3 separate regions of the Mus musculus genome follow, and regions 1 and 2 are each linked to region 3. The links are chromatin contacts, called in public Hi-C maps. All regions are on one chromosome and are shown on one strand. Each heading gives the region's core, a stretch centred on a gene start, on an enhancer-like site or on the middle of the called end of the contact. The rest is flanking DNA. Distances are from core to core; before and after follow the strand shown.

The links. A called contact is a pair of places that touch in the nucleus more often than the background predicts.
Region 1: a Hi-C map of cortical neurons shows a contact between it and region 3, with 7 times the contacts expected there. The contact joins two enhancer-like sites. A contact is called at or near these places in 1 of 39 promoter capture datasets (hippocampal neurons), 9 of 484 Hi-C or Micro-C datasets (the AML12 cell line, brown adipocytes, cardiomyocytes and 5 more), 4 of 115 datasets of contacts at active chromatin or transcription factors (acute myeloid leukemia, epiblast stem cells, large pre-B cells and 1 more) and 1 of 9 other capture datasets (embryonic stem cells).
Region 2: a contact with region 3 is called in a Hi-C map of cortical neurons, with 2.2 times the contacts expected there. The contact joins two enhancer-like sites. A contact is called at or near these places in 2 of 15 datasets of contacts at CTCF or cohesin (embryonic stem cells and stem cell-derived epiblast-like cells), 10 of 484 Hi-C or Micro-C datasets (the AML12 cell line, brown adipocytes, cardiomyocytes and 6 more), 10 of 115 datasets of contacts at active chromatin or transcription factors (bone marrow-derived macrophages, embryonic forebrain, embryonic stem cells and 4 more) and 1 of 9 other capture datasets (embryonic stem cells).

The regions. Positions count from the first base shown.
Region 1 is chr11:74,544,938-74,548,870 of GRCm38.p6, forward strand. The region is part of intron 2 of Rap1gap2 (RAP1 GTPase activating protein 2); the gene reads right to left. Among named protein-coding and RNA genes, the nearest start is that of Rap1gap2, 43 kb to the right of the region's middle. Within about 2 kb of position 2,189, at least 195 of the 459 cell types and tissues checked have an H3K27ac peak or open chromatin away from gene starts, as enhancers often do. A contact at or near this core is called in the AML12 cell line, cortical neurons, hippocampal neurons and 2 more, where this site is marked.
Region 2 is chr11:74,523,814-74,528,327 of GRCm38.p6, forward strand. The region is part of intron 2 of Rap1gap2 (RAP1 GTPase activating protein 2); the gene reads right to left. Among named protein-coding and RNA genes, the nearest start is that of Rap1gap2, 64 kb to the right of the region's middle. Within about 2 kb of position 2,883, at least 36 of the 459 cell types and tissues checked have an H3K27ac peak or open chromatin away from gene starts, as enhancers often do. A contact at or near this core is called in cerebral cortex, cortical neurons and forebrain, where this site is marked.
Region 3 is chr11:73,280,053-73,284,148 of GRCm38.p6, forward strand. Trpv3 (transient receptor potential cation channel, subfamily V, member 3) reads left to right here. Exons shown (of 18, transcript NM_145099.3): 7 at 1,622-1,762; 8 at 3,541-3,821. Among named protein-coding and RNA genes, the nearest start is that of Trpv3, 15 kb to the left of the region's middle. Within about 2 kb of position 1,874, at least 152 of the 459 cell types and tissues checked have an H3K27ac peak or open chromatin away from gene starts, as enhancers often do. A contact at or near this core is called in the AML12 cell line, cerebral cortex, cortical neurons and 4 more, where this site is marked.

The DNA of each region.
Region 1 (3,933 bases), core at 939-3,438, 1.3 Mb after region 3:
GATTTGACCTCTATCTCCACTCTCATTAATATGGGTGGCCTATTTGCTCTTATTAAAAGAAAAAGGGGGAGATGTTGGGAGCCGCCCCCACATTCGCCGTTACAAGATGGCGCTGACATCCTGTGTTCTAAGTGGTAAACAAATAATCTGCGCATGTGCCAAGGGTATCTTATGACTACTTGTGCTCTGCCTTCCCCGTGACGTCAACTCGGCCGATGGGCTGCAGCCAATCAAGGAGTGACACGTCCGAGGCGAAGGAGAATGCTCCTTAAGAGGGACGGGGTTTTCGTTTTCTCTCTCTCTTGCTTTTCTCTCTCTCTTGCTTTTTCGCTCTCTTGCTTTTCTCTCTCTCTTGCTTCTTGCTCTCCTTTCCTGAAGATGTAAGAATAAAGCTTTGCCGCAGAAGATTCTGGTCTGTGGTGTTCTTCCTGGCCGGTCGTGAGAACGCGTCGAATAACAATGATGCATTGCTATTATGCTGCTACAATACAGTAAATTAATATTTCATAAATATAAGTATATTATAGCTAGGCATGGTGATAAATGCCTTTTTAATCTCAGCACTTAGAAAGCCGAGGCAGGTGGATCTTTGTGAGTTCGAACCCAGCCTGGTCTATAGAACGTGTTCTAAGACAGCCAGGACTACACAGATGATAGGAAATAAATAAATAAATAAATAAATAAATAAATAAATAAATAAATGGAGTTTTATCACCTGCTCTATCAGGTATAGCTGAAGCACTTTCGAACAGCCCAACCCATGTAAAATTATCATTACCATCCCCATTTTGCAAATGAAGGTGAGAAAAAAAAATCTAACCAATGATCTCAAAGTCTGTGGCGAGATAAGGAGTTGAACTTCCCACTCAGGAGGAGGCTCTAAGGGCATGGCAGGCATGGTGGCACAGACCTGTAATTCCAACCAGTCAAAAGGCAAGAGAATTATTACATGTCCTGGAGCTGCCTGGGCAACTCAGGGAGGCACTGTCTCAAAATAAAAAGTAAAAAGATACCTGGTGATTGGTGCCACAGCTCAATGGGAAAAGACTTGCCTAAGATGCAGGAGACTCTGAGAGACGGAGTGGGGCAAGAGCTGGAGAGATAGCTGAGTTGGTAAACTGCTTGCTACAAATGCACGAGGGCCTGAGTTCAATTCCCAACACCCACACAAAAAGCCAGACATGGTGGTGCACATTCGGAATCTGGCGGGGGGTTGGGGGGGGGGGCAGAAACAGGTGAATTCCAAAAGCTCACAAGCTAGACACCTAGCTTAATTGTCAAGTTCCAGGTTCCAGTGAGACACTATCTTTAATAAATCATGATGGAACCTGGAGAGATGGCTCAGCAGTTAAGAGCAATGGCTGGTCTTCTGGAGTACCCAGGTTAGACTCCCACAACTCCAGATCCAGGGAAGCTGATGCCCTCTTCTGGTCTCCTTAGGCACTACATGAACGTGGTGTACAGACAGAGGCAGAAAAAACACCGACCCACAGAAAATTAAAAAATAAGTCTTAGCTGGGCAGGGGTGGTGCACACCTTTAAACCCAGCACTTGGGAGGCAGAGGCAGGCGGATTTCTGAGTTCGAGGCCAGCCTGGTCTACAGAGTGAGTTCCAGGACAGCCAGGGCTACACAGAGAAACCCTGTCTCAAAAAACCAAAAAAAGAAAAAAGGAAAGGAAAGGAAAGGAAAGGAAAGGAAAGGAAAGGAAAGGAAGAAAGAAAGAAAAAATAAATCTATTTTTAAAAGTTGAAGTACACAGCTCTTCAGTAACAACACCTGAGATTGACCTATGACCTATACCTAACACACTCGTGACACACACCAAGAAAAGAAACTAACTTATAGTCAAGAATAAATGGGTACTGTTATCAACTAGGATGGCAGATCTCATGTTAAGCATTCTTGCCACAATAAAATAAAACTCAGATGTTGAGGGTGAGGTTACATCCCAGTTTAAAAAATTAAAATAAAAAAAAATTTTTTAAAGAGCTTACGGTAGAGAAGTTTTATCTCTGTAGGCTGAAGTGGCCCCTCACAGCAGAGCCGTGATGCTGTCTCCTGTCTCTGCCTGATTATTGGGTTTCTCTCCCTTTGCAGCACGAGCTCTGGCTGCCTCTATCAAAGGCAGCAGGAACTTGCTGGAGTGCTGGAGGAGAGAGCTGCGTGTGACAGTAGGAGGAAGGGAAGTGGGTATTCTCAGTCGGGGGAGGGGTCACGACCTCAGTCAGCCTCAGCCTTTCACTGAGAACCGAAGCTCCTGGGAGGAGGGGCAGGCACTGCGGTAAGGAACAGTCCCCGTTATCTAAGAGGCACCGGAAAGCAAGTAATTATCTTTGAGATGGAAGCCAGCTGCACCAGCGAGCAATGAAGAGAGGGAGCAGAGACAGAAGGCAGGGAGCAGGGCAAAGAAGCAGAGAAGGGAAGTGGGGGTCGGGGGAGGCAGGCAAGGCATGTCATGAACAAGATCTATGGCATGCTCACCTACCCTAGTCAGAACTTTCATATTTGCCACTTCTTGTGACAGAATAAAACCTATGACGGCTCAGGTTCCTACTCACAAAGCTGTCTAGTTCTATACATCCCCTCCGACCACTAAATGAGCAGGCAGTCCTGGGACAACACTGCCACCTTCTGGAAGTAAGGAGAACTGTCGTTATTTCCAGCTTACCCACCACCAAGAGTGTTCTTCACCTCACCTTCACTGCTGCCTAGTGGTTCCCACCCCAAGGCCTTTGTACTAGCGGTTCCCAGCCCTCCAGTCCCAGGAGGGCTCCTCTACCTCCAGATATTCTCACACTCAGTCTTTCTTTGCCTCTGGTCCTCTCAGTTGTCACTTCTATGAAGAGGCTGTTTGCTGACCACTCGTCTAATGTAACCCCAGGTCTGGCATGGTGATACACACTTATAATCTCAGCACTTGGAAGGTAGAGGCAAAAGGATAGGTCAAGGCTCATCCTTGGCTACATAGAAACCCAACGTGAGACTGAAAAAGCCCTAAAATAAATAAATTAGAAGGCCCTATCCTCACTGTTTCCTTCCCACAGGCCATTGTCTGGAAGCACATAGTCCCGGGCTCTCACCACAAGAAAATACTACAACACCTGTCCATTTGTGCAACTACACTCAATAAACTTAGACTGCTAGCATTGCTGGCTATGAGACTCTTCATTCATCCAGGGTAAGCCATCCTGAGCTCAAGGACCCAAGTTCAAAGGCCACGGGGATGAATTGCAGATTTCCATTCGTTCTATGTCTATGTCAAGGGCGTCACACTCCCCCACACACCGGCTTGACCTCACATACACAGCAGACCCGCTTTGCAAATCCCCCAAGCACGAGACCCCAGTTTCCATGGAACTCCTTTCACACTCTGAGGTGTTGTCTGAGATGGACCGCTAGTGTAGCCTGCAGCCCTGAGTCACCATGAGATTCAGCCCCACGCTCCTCAGTAACACATTCATGGTGCTTTGGCCTCCCTATGCCAGTCTCCAGGGAAGCAGCTCACTTCACCTGTCACCTTAGCCCCACATTCAGTGAACGCCCTGAACAGACTTTCCCATACCCCTACAATACATCCTTCCACAGTCTCCCACTGGGTCGTGGAGAAGGACACACTGCTTAGGAAACAGCTCCTTACACTTCCTGACCCCGAGTCCTGGATGTTCTCTCTGTTCCAAACTCCTAGAGAATTCTCTTTTCGGCTGTCATGTGCTGTCCCTCCAAAAGGAAGTTCCCACTCCTCCCAAATCTTTACAGGGATTACCTCATGCTTTGGGGTGACTACTAAGTCTCTACAGCCTGAACTCTTTGCAGGCGAGACCATTTGCAACTGACTCCTCGTTATCTTCTGTAATAGGACTGAGCAAAGGGATATACTGAGTGCCTTTTGTATCGCCTTTAGTGTGTTAGCTTATTTCATCCTAAACATCCC
Region 2 (4,514 bases), core at 1,633-4,132, 1.2 Mb after region 3:
TGGGGCCTCCCAGCGCCCTTAGCCCTTGAAGCGTAACTAACTGCCTTGCCCCCTTGGGGGAAAGGAATCAGGCATGAAGGGGTGGGGGTAAAAGGAATTAAAACAAACCAATTAGCCCATCTTTGGAAACAGCCCTGGTGGGGCCAAGAGGTCCCTTAGCAATTTGCCTTGTTTTTTACACAGTCTGGGGTTCAAGCAAACAGAAAATACGGGGGGGTGTGGGGGAGGACTGTATCAAAGAGCAGAGGGGGCTGCAAATGAACTCCAGTACCCTGGACTTCTGGTGAGCTCAGCTCCTAGCTACCACTAGAGCTAGGGCAGAAAGAAGCAGCCCCAAGGTGATTCCAAAATGCACCTGGTCTATTTATGAAGCATCCATTAGCAATGGCCTTGGGCCCTGGTGAGCCTCCTGAGTGGTGGGGGATCACAGATACAGCCATGGACTTCTATTTATAACCGGACAGGAGTGACCCACCCCCCAAAGCCCCACCCATGGGTTAGGCAGCTAGGCAGCTGCGAGGATTTCATCAGGGGTGACTTCAGAATCTGCCTGGGGGAAAGAATGGGAAGTGAGTGTTCTCAAATGGGGAAACAAAAATAGCTTTGGCCCAGGGTGCAGGGCCTCTGGAGCCCCTGGGAGCACTTAGCACCTCCAGGATAATTGATGGACAGCTTCAGCTACAGGGGGCAGGGAGGGTGGCCCAGCATGGGGTATATTTTATTCACGAACAGGGAAAGGTAAAATCTGAATGGAAAGTCTGCCTGCAGCTGGTGAGCAGTGTAAACAGCTCCCACCCATCCCCCACTGCCCAGGAGTTAGTTCAGGTCAAGTGCACAGCAGGTACAGAGGCATTAGAAGAAGGTGCAAAATCTCTCCACCATTATACATTCTTGTTTTGGGATTCTAGGCTCTCTCAGCTCCCCCAAAGTCCCAAGGTGGCAAAAAAAAAAAAAAAAAAAAAAACACCAAGTTTCTCCAAAACATCAGCAACTTTCTCCAAACACCAGAACGTGAGCCCTGTTTCTTTCCACCGTCACCAAGCCTGTCACCAACTCGATTCTGCCTGGCGTCACCCATAGCCCGCAGCCATGTACCCAACCCAGGAAACACAAAGGGGCAAGGAAATCAATGTCAAGTTCCTCACACCCGTCTCTTCTAGGCTTGGTGCTCTACCAACATCTATTAAACAAGATGAATCCAGTCTTGCAAGAGACAACTGAGGACAGACAAGGAAGGCTATCCTCAGTCTATCGTTATCCAACCAGGTCATTTCTAACTGCAAAGAGCTAACACACACCTCATTGCAAATAAGCCCATGTCCAACAAACACATAAAGTGTGGCCCAGACAGTTGCGTCCCAGCATTGGCCAGCCTGTGCCACCTTCTCAACCTTTAGTCTTAAGGTCGAACTGTCAATTATTTACTTCTACATTTGTGGTCCTTGCATCAGCTTGCGTTTTTACCGACATTGAAACATTGGTATCAGTGTAGTGAAAACAAGCACGCTCATTAGACCGACCTCCATACTGATCTCACTCATTCAGAAAAACAGGTGACTTGGAAGTTTCAGTCAGGCATTTGCACCAAACCAAGGCATGGTCTTTGAAAAAACCAAAAATCACAGTTTGAAAGAGAAGTGGAAAGGGGACATTTTTCACATGAGTGACTGGAAAATATTCTCAGGTCACTTTTTAGTAGACCGAGACATGGTCAAGGCCATAGGGACTAAAGATACGGAAGACAGGGGTGGTCACAGAGGGGATCTCTTTCTGGGTCCCATCCCATACCTTACCCCAGCAGTATCCTCATTTACCATCCTTAAAGCCCACAGTCCTCAAAAACAAAGTGCCAGGCAGCCGCCCCCCCCCCATATCCCCACCCCCACACCCCACCCCCGTGTAGGGGAAACTCAAAGACTGGTGGAGCCTAGGAGGAGGAATGCAAGCAAGTTAATCATGAACAGAGGACAGACAGCTGCACCGTCACGCTCAGGGCCGGACACACAGACACGCATGCCTACTCCTAAAGAAAAGGGCTTTCTGAGTCTGTAAACTGGCTGCAGAAACGCATTCACATGAAGGCCAGAAGGTAGTCAGCACGCCTGGTCTCAGAGACAGTCCCCAGCTGACAACTCCCACCTTAGGCTGGCACTGCTCTGAAACAAAGCAAATAAGAAAGATTCGGGCACCTGGAGCTTTTGAAGCCAGGGTACAGCCAGATGCAGTGCTCCTCCCTTTCTGCAGGAATAGAGTCTCCAGCTAACCTCTGCATCATCAACCCTTTAAGGAAAAGCAGCAGTTTAAAAAAAGAAGAAGAAGAAGAAGAAGAAGAAGAAGAAGAAGAAAGAAAGAAAGAAAGAAAGAAAGAAAGAAAGAAAGAAAGAAAGAAAGAAAGAAAGAAAGAAAGAAAGAAAGAAAGAAAGAAAGAAAGAAAGAAAGAAAAAACCTCAGGGACTGGAGAGATGGCTCAGCGTTTAAGAGCCTTGTCTGATGCTCCTTCCGAGGTCATGAGTTCAATTCCCAGCAACCACATTGGTGGCTCACAAACTATACTAGGATCTGATGCCCTCTTCTGGCAATCACGTGTATAGGTAGAGCACACATGTATGATAGATAGATAGATAGATAGATAGATAGATAGATAGATAGATAGATAGATAGATGATAGATAGATAGGAAAAAGATTCTAGCTTTAAAAGAAATATCTCAAACAGCATAGTACATCACCACCACACCCTTCTACTTTGAGGGACATGTATGTACACACATTCTTGGAGAAACCACTCCTCAGCCTCCCTCTGGCACCTTACACCTCACACCTGTGCCCTAGGAACCGCACTGCCTTCTTTCTTGGCAGGTATACCAGCGCCCCCTCCTGGGCAGCAACACAGTTACACTATCAGACAAGAAAAAAGAAAACTCGTGAGGGAGACAGGAAGGCAGACGGAGGGTGGGAAGAGGGAAAGACTGAGAAGGTCATTCGAGGTGGGAGAGCAGTTTCCATTTTGAAAGGAGAGAGAGGAAGAGTCTTTGCCAGCACACCAACTCTCCTCTCGACAGCTAACAGCTCCTCCCAGGGCTGGCAACAGCCCCTAAAAGGGCCCATACCCACAGTGACAGCTACAGGAAGCCATCCACAGGCAAGACGCTAAACAAGCCTTAGGAACCTTATAGGAACCGCTGCCCAACCCCATGCTCCCAGAAACACACACCCCGAAAGCAGCGGTCCTGCAGGAAGCCAGCCAACCAAGCAGAGGCCCCGCCCCAAGCCAGCTCGAATTTTTGGAAACAGGTCTAGGAAAGCGTGTGGCATTTCCGAACTCCCAGGGAAGGAAACCACACGGAGGAAACCCACGGAGCCTGCTCCAGCTGGGCATCCAGCCCTTCACATCCCTTGGGTGCCCAGAGTCTAGGGAAAGCACTCCAGGTGTGATTTCAATCAGAACTTCCCAGATATCTACTCAGGGGATCAAAAGAGTGTTTAGAAGGAAGAGAGGAATGCTTAAAATACTGCTTGAGTTTCTCAAAATACTTAAAATTCATGTTCTCTCTCTCCCTCCCTTGCAGATTTCCTGATTTTTGCTAAGCTGTGTGACTGATTTTTTTCCCCACACTGGGAACATTTGAATGAAATTCTTTGGAGTACCCAGACTCTGAGGAACGTTAGACAGTGCTTTTTTAGCATGGAGGTTTCCCAGGACTCATTCCAGGAAACAAAGAGCTTGTTTGGCCAAGTAACCTACAGTGCTACCTTTCCTCCCAGGGTCCCCTGGCCCCCATCTTAATCGTCACAAAACTCTCAGTGGCTGCTACCTGTTAAGCCCTTTGCAACCACAGAAGTCTCCACGGCTGAGGCAAGTCTCAGGGAAGCTGTCTCTCCATAATATTAGTAACATTGCTTAGCAACAACACCCTTCGAAGCAAGAACCGGCAGACTCTCCAAAAACCTTCTCTGCCTGGCTCTACAAAGAACGGAGTGGATTCTAAGACATGTATTATTTATATACTATCTCACATGCCCAGTCACAGTCTGGGCTTGACTGTCTGGGAGATGAAGAATTATACCGATGTGACTTTGTGCTTGTTTGCTTGCTGTTACTGTAACGACCTTGGTTACACATTTCTTTTAAATGCCTTATGGTGTTGTCCTTTTCAAAGGCAATCTCACATAACCTTTCCATGGCAATTCAAAACCATTCGTATCAATATCAGCTTCTATGGTAATACAGCTAGCTAGGTGCAGTTGTGGGCAGACAGCCATTGAGATGAACAGCCATTTGGCCCTACATTTTGTGGCCCCCAAATAACATTACGATACTACAGCCTGAGAATCAACAGACCCCCCCCCACACACACACACACACATACAGAGATATCTGAATTGGGATTAGAAACTCGCCTCCAGTTTTTACTAGCTGCATATCTCAGGCTAAAAACGAATTCTGTGCCTCTATCACTTCATCCCCATGAATGAAGGTTGCCACAAGGCCATCCTAAGTCTATGGCGAGGATTC
Region 3 (4,096 bases), core at 624-3,123:
AAGTCAAATATGTAGCAGGCACCCATCTTAGCCTTTCTTTTCCCTGTAAATAATGCTGAGCGTGGGTGAACAAGTCAGGAAACCTTGATGCTTGTAAAAAGACGACTTTATATGGAATGTGCCAGGAACAGAAGTAAAGATGATGTAATGTGACAGAAAGTGACTGGGGTGAGCAACTGTACAGTGGTGGGCTTGACCAAAGCTTACCTGATGGGAAGGATTCAGAGCAGGGTCAGGGTCAGAGCCCCAAGATGGGCCAGGGCTTGTTGGATTTGACACTAGGAAGATGGCACGGCCTGGGGGTGTTATTCAATTGAGGAGAGCTTCCCTAGCATGTGCAAGACACTGTTAGATTCTCAAGAACCACAAAGCAAAGAAGCGAACAAAGAAGGAAGCAGAAGCCTGGAGATGAGGCTGGAGAGCTGGGTAGGGGGCCAGCAAAGCCAGCAGTCAGCCCTGCAGTCATGAATGATAGAAGCGGTCCCATTTCAGTCTGGTTTTGTGGAGCCAGGGAATATAATTTAATACCTTGTTTCCCTGACCAGGAAACACACTATGAACTGTTAACGGGCTATGCCCTGAGTCTCTGGAGTCAGTACACAGCTTGTCACAGTTACTAGGAGTGATTAGCTCATGATCAGCTGTCTTGCTGACATGCCAGGAGGTGTAAACACCTCAACTTTTCTGGGTGGGGGAGGGGCTCAGATAGGGGTCTTTAACCCTCCTCATGGGTAAAGCAATCTTGATTTATTATTTGAACTCTACATACTTTCACAAGGGAAAGTCATGGCACTATGGAGGAGGGGCGGGAACCCCGGGGAGGAATTGCTGTGATTGATGGCTGAACGAAAAGAGTGAAAGTGAGCCACATCCTGTTCTCAGTCTGTCACTTGAGAGCAGACACCAGTCCTGCGGAGGTTCAGACAAGTGTCTGAGGCTTACTTGTCCTGCCTCCCCCCACCCCTTCTGTGCTTTTCTTTCTTTTTGTTTATAGTTCAGGATCCTATGGCACAAGATCCCTTCAATTTTGGGGTGGCGGTCCTGGGAAGTGCTTGGACCATGGAGCTATATCCCCACCTCTTCTTAAAAACATTTGAGCTACAGTCTCACTAAGTTATTCAGGTTGGCCTTGAACTCACTTCACAGCCCAGATAGTCTTGATCTTCCTGCCCCTGTCTGCTGAATAACTGGGCCAATAGACCTGCCTAGTGAAATCCTTTTGAGGGCAAGTTTGGAGTTTGTTGCTCATGGTCGATTTCCCCCATGGAGAGGTTGAACACATTTTTGATAGAGTTAATGTACTAACCTTATTTGTCCCTGTAGTAAGGCTTTTCTGTCCTGGCCACACATCCTCCTTTTCAGCCTTCCCTAGCCTCTTTACCAAGCCCTTGCTGTTGCTTTTGCAGCAGGTCATGGGTACCCCTGCTCTGGTTTTCTCTGTTGCGGGGTGCAGCTCATTCCTGCTTTCCCAGAATTCAACTGGTATCAACAGGGTATCCCCATACATGGTATCTACACCCTTAGTATTTTCAGTCAGCTACTGCCACCTGGAGTCAAGGGGACTCCAAGATCAGCTTTAGGTTGTCCTAGGTCCTTGAGCACCCATGCCGGCTATTTACAGGGCAGACAGCGCTGAACATCGCCATCGAGCGGCGCCAGGGAGACATCACAGCAGTGCTTATAGCAGCGGGTGCTGACGTCAATGCTCACGCCAAGGGGGTCTTCTTCAACCCCAAATACCAGCATGAAGGCTTCTATTTTGGTAGGTGATGCCGCAGGAGCGGAAGATGGGGGAGAGAGGAGGAGGAGGGGCTTTCTGTCCTGTGCTCTGCTGCGACCAGCCCTACCACACAGGGGTGCTACAACACAGAGTCTCCTCCGTGCGCGCATGTGCATTACGACTGGGTTGGTGCTGAGTCAGGTGGAGGAGCCTGCCTGACAGTACTACCTGGTAGCAGTAGGGCTCACACCTGCAGAGAGAATAAAGACGTGTGTGTGTGTGTGTGTGTGTGTGTGTGTGTGTGTGTGTGTGTGTGACATCTGGACAGACTGGCAGAGTGAAGGGGGAGAATCCCTGACAGCGCAGCAATCCAAACCCAGTTTTGTTGTGTGTGTTAGAAAGATGTCCTTACAGGGGGAGCTTCTGTGTAAGCCTGAGGTTCCAGAACCTCCAGAACTTTGTGGTCAAACAAAAGGACAGACTCTGTAATGTCCTTCCTTCAAACCTGGTTTATTTACTGTTTCATTTCTCTCTCTCTCTCTCTCTCTCTCTCTCTCTCTCTCTGTGTGTGTGTGTGTGTGTGTGCGCGTGTGCATGTATGTGTGTATGTGTTCATGTACATGTATGTGTGTATGTTTTGGTGGGAGGTTAGAATTGGCACAAACATCTTTCCCCCTCTTCTGACAATGTTTACATTGCCTTTACAAATTCTTTGGGTTAAAAAAAAATGTGTACTTTAGGTATAGTGAAATCCACCCATTTTAGTGTACAGTTTTGTTACTTTTATGCCACCACCATCCCAGTCAGGATGGGTGGTTGGAAGCCCCACTGGGCCTGACTGTCACTGCTCTGTGTCTCTCTGTCTCTCTTGTGTATGTACGGTTTATACGTGAGGTGTATGTGAATGTGGGCACAGAGGACAGAGGGGACACTGGTGTTCCCTGCATTACTTTTCATCCTTTTCCCTTGAGTCAAAATGTGGTGGAACTAGGTGGGTGGCCAGTAAGCCCCAGAGACTTTGTCTCTGCACCTGTGCCAACCATGCCCAGCTCTCTACATGGGTGCTGGGGATTTGAACCCAGCTCCTCATGCTTGCACAGCAAGCAGTCTTACCCACTGAGCCATCTTCCCCACCTTTGGGTTTTTAGTCAGCAGGACCAGATGAGTCTGGGAATCTTTGAGGACAGCTTCTTGCTCGGTCAGTCATGTGTCCTCATTGCCCAGCCTAGGACCTAATTAAAGCCAGAGTTGGGAAACATTTGCTGGGTGGAATAAAGAGAGGGCACAGGTGGGAGTAAAAAGAGGGAGAAGAACCCAGAGTTTTGTCTGGGTGGGTGGAAGGGTTTATAAATCTAAATAGGGCATTGAGAGTGAGTCACCAAGAAGGTGGGATCTGAGCGAAGACTGGGAATGGTCAGCGCGGAGCAGCTGCAGGAAGCATAGCAGTGTATGCAAAGGCCCAGAGCTTAGAGAATGTCTCTTGTTGGAGTAAGGAGGCCATTGTGACAGGAGAGGTGTGAGCATGGGTGAGAGGATGAGAGAGAGGGCTTTGTGCAGGGTGCTGGGTAAGTGGGGGACCTAGAGGAGATGTTCTGCTCCTCTGCTGAGCAGAGTGTTGGAAAGTCAGTGGGGAGCAGGGAGCACAGGTGGCTATGGTGTAAACCCACTTCAGTCTTCACTGAGCAAAGGGGAGGTGGTCAGGGAGCCTCAGGGGTCAGTGCCGCTGTGATGGCCAGCATCTGGGCCTCTGGGACTGCGGCCTGGAGGATATTGCTTTTGGCCTATGAGAGGACTGAGCTCAGTCACTCCCCTCCCCCCAGGCGAGACACCCCTGGCTTTGGCAGCGTGTACTAACCAGCCTGAGATTGTGCAGCTGCTGATGGAGAATGAGCAGACAGACATCACTTCCCAGGATTCCCGGGGAAACAACATCCTGCACGCGCTGGTGACAGTGGCTGAGGACTTCAAGACTCAGAATGACTTCGTTAAGCGCATGTATGACATGATCCTGCTGAGGAGTGGCAACTGGGAGCTGGAGACCATGCGCAACAACGATGGGCTCACACCACTGCAGCTGGCTGCCAAGATGGGCAAGGCTGAGGTGGGGCCCCGCAGCAGATGTGGGGGCTGGGGAAACGTGGTGCACTTCTGAGGAGCCCACAGGGCTCCAGCCTCAACTCTGGGAAGGCTGCAGCTTAGGTCTGGAAGTGCAGTGGTGGCTCAGTGAAATCCAGCACGTGGGCCACCCCAAGACATCAATCCTGCACCCCTGAGTTCATGCTCTCTTCCTGGGACTTCCTAGGTGGGGCCAGACTGGGAAATCCCTGAGGCCAAGGTGATGCAATATCTCAGGTGCTTTGTGGTTGAGCATTCCTG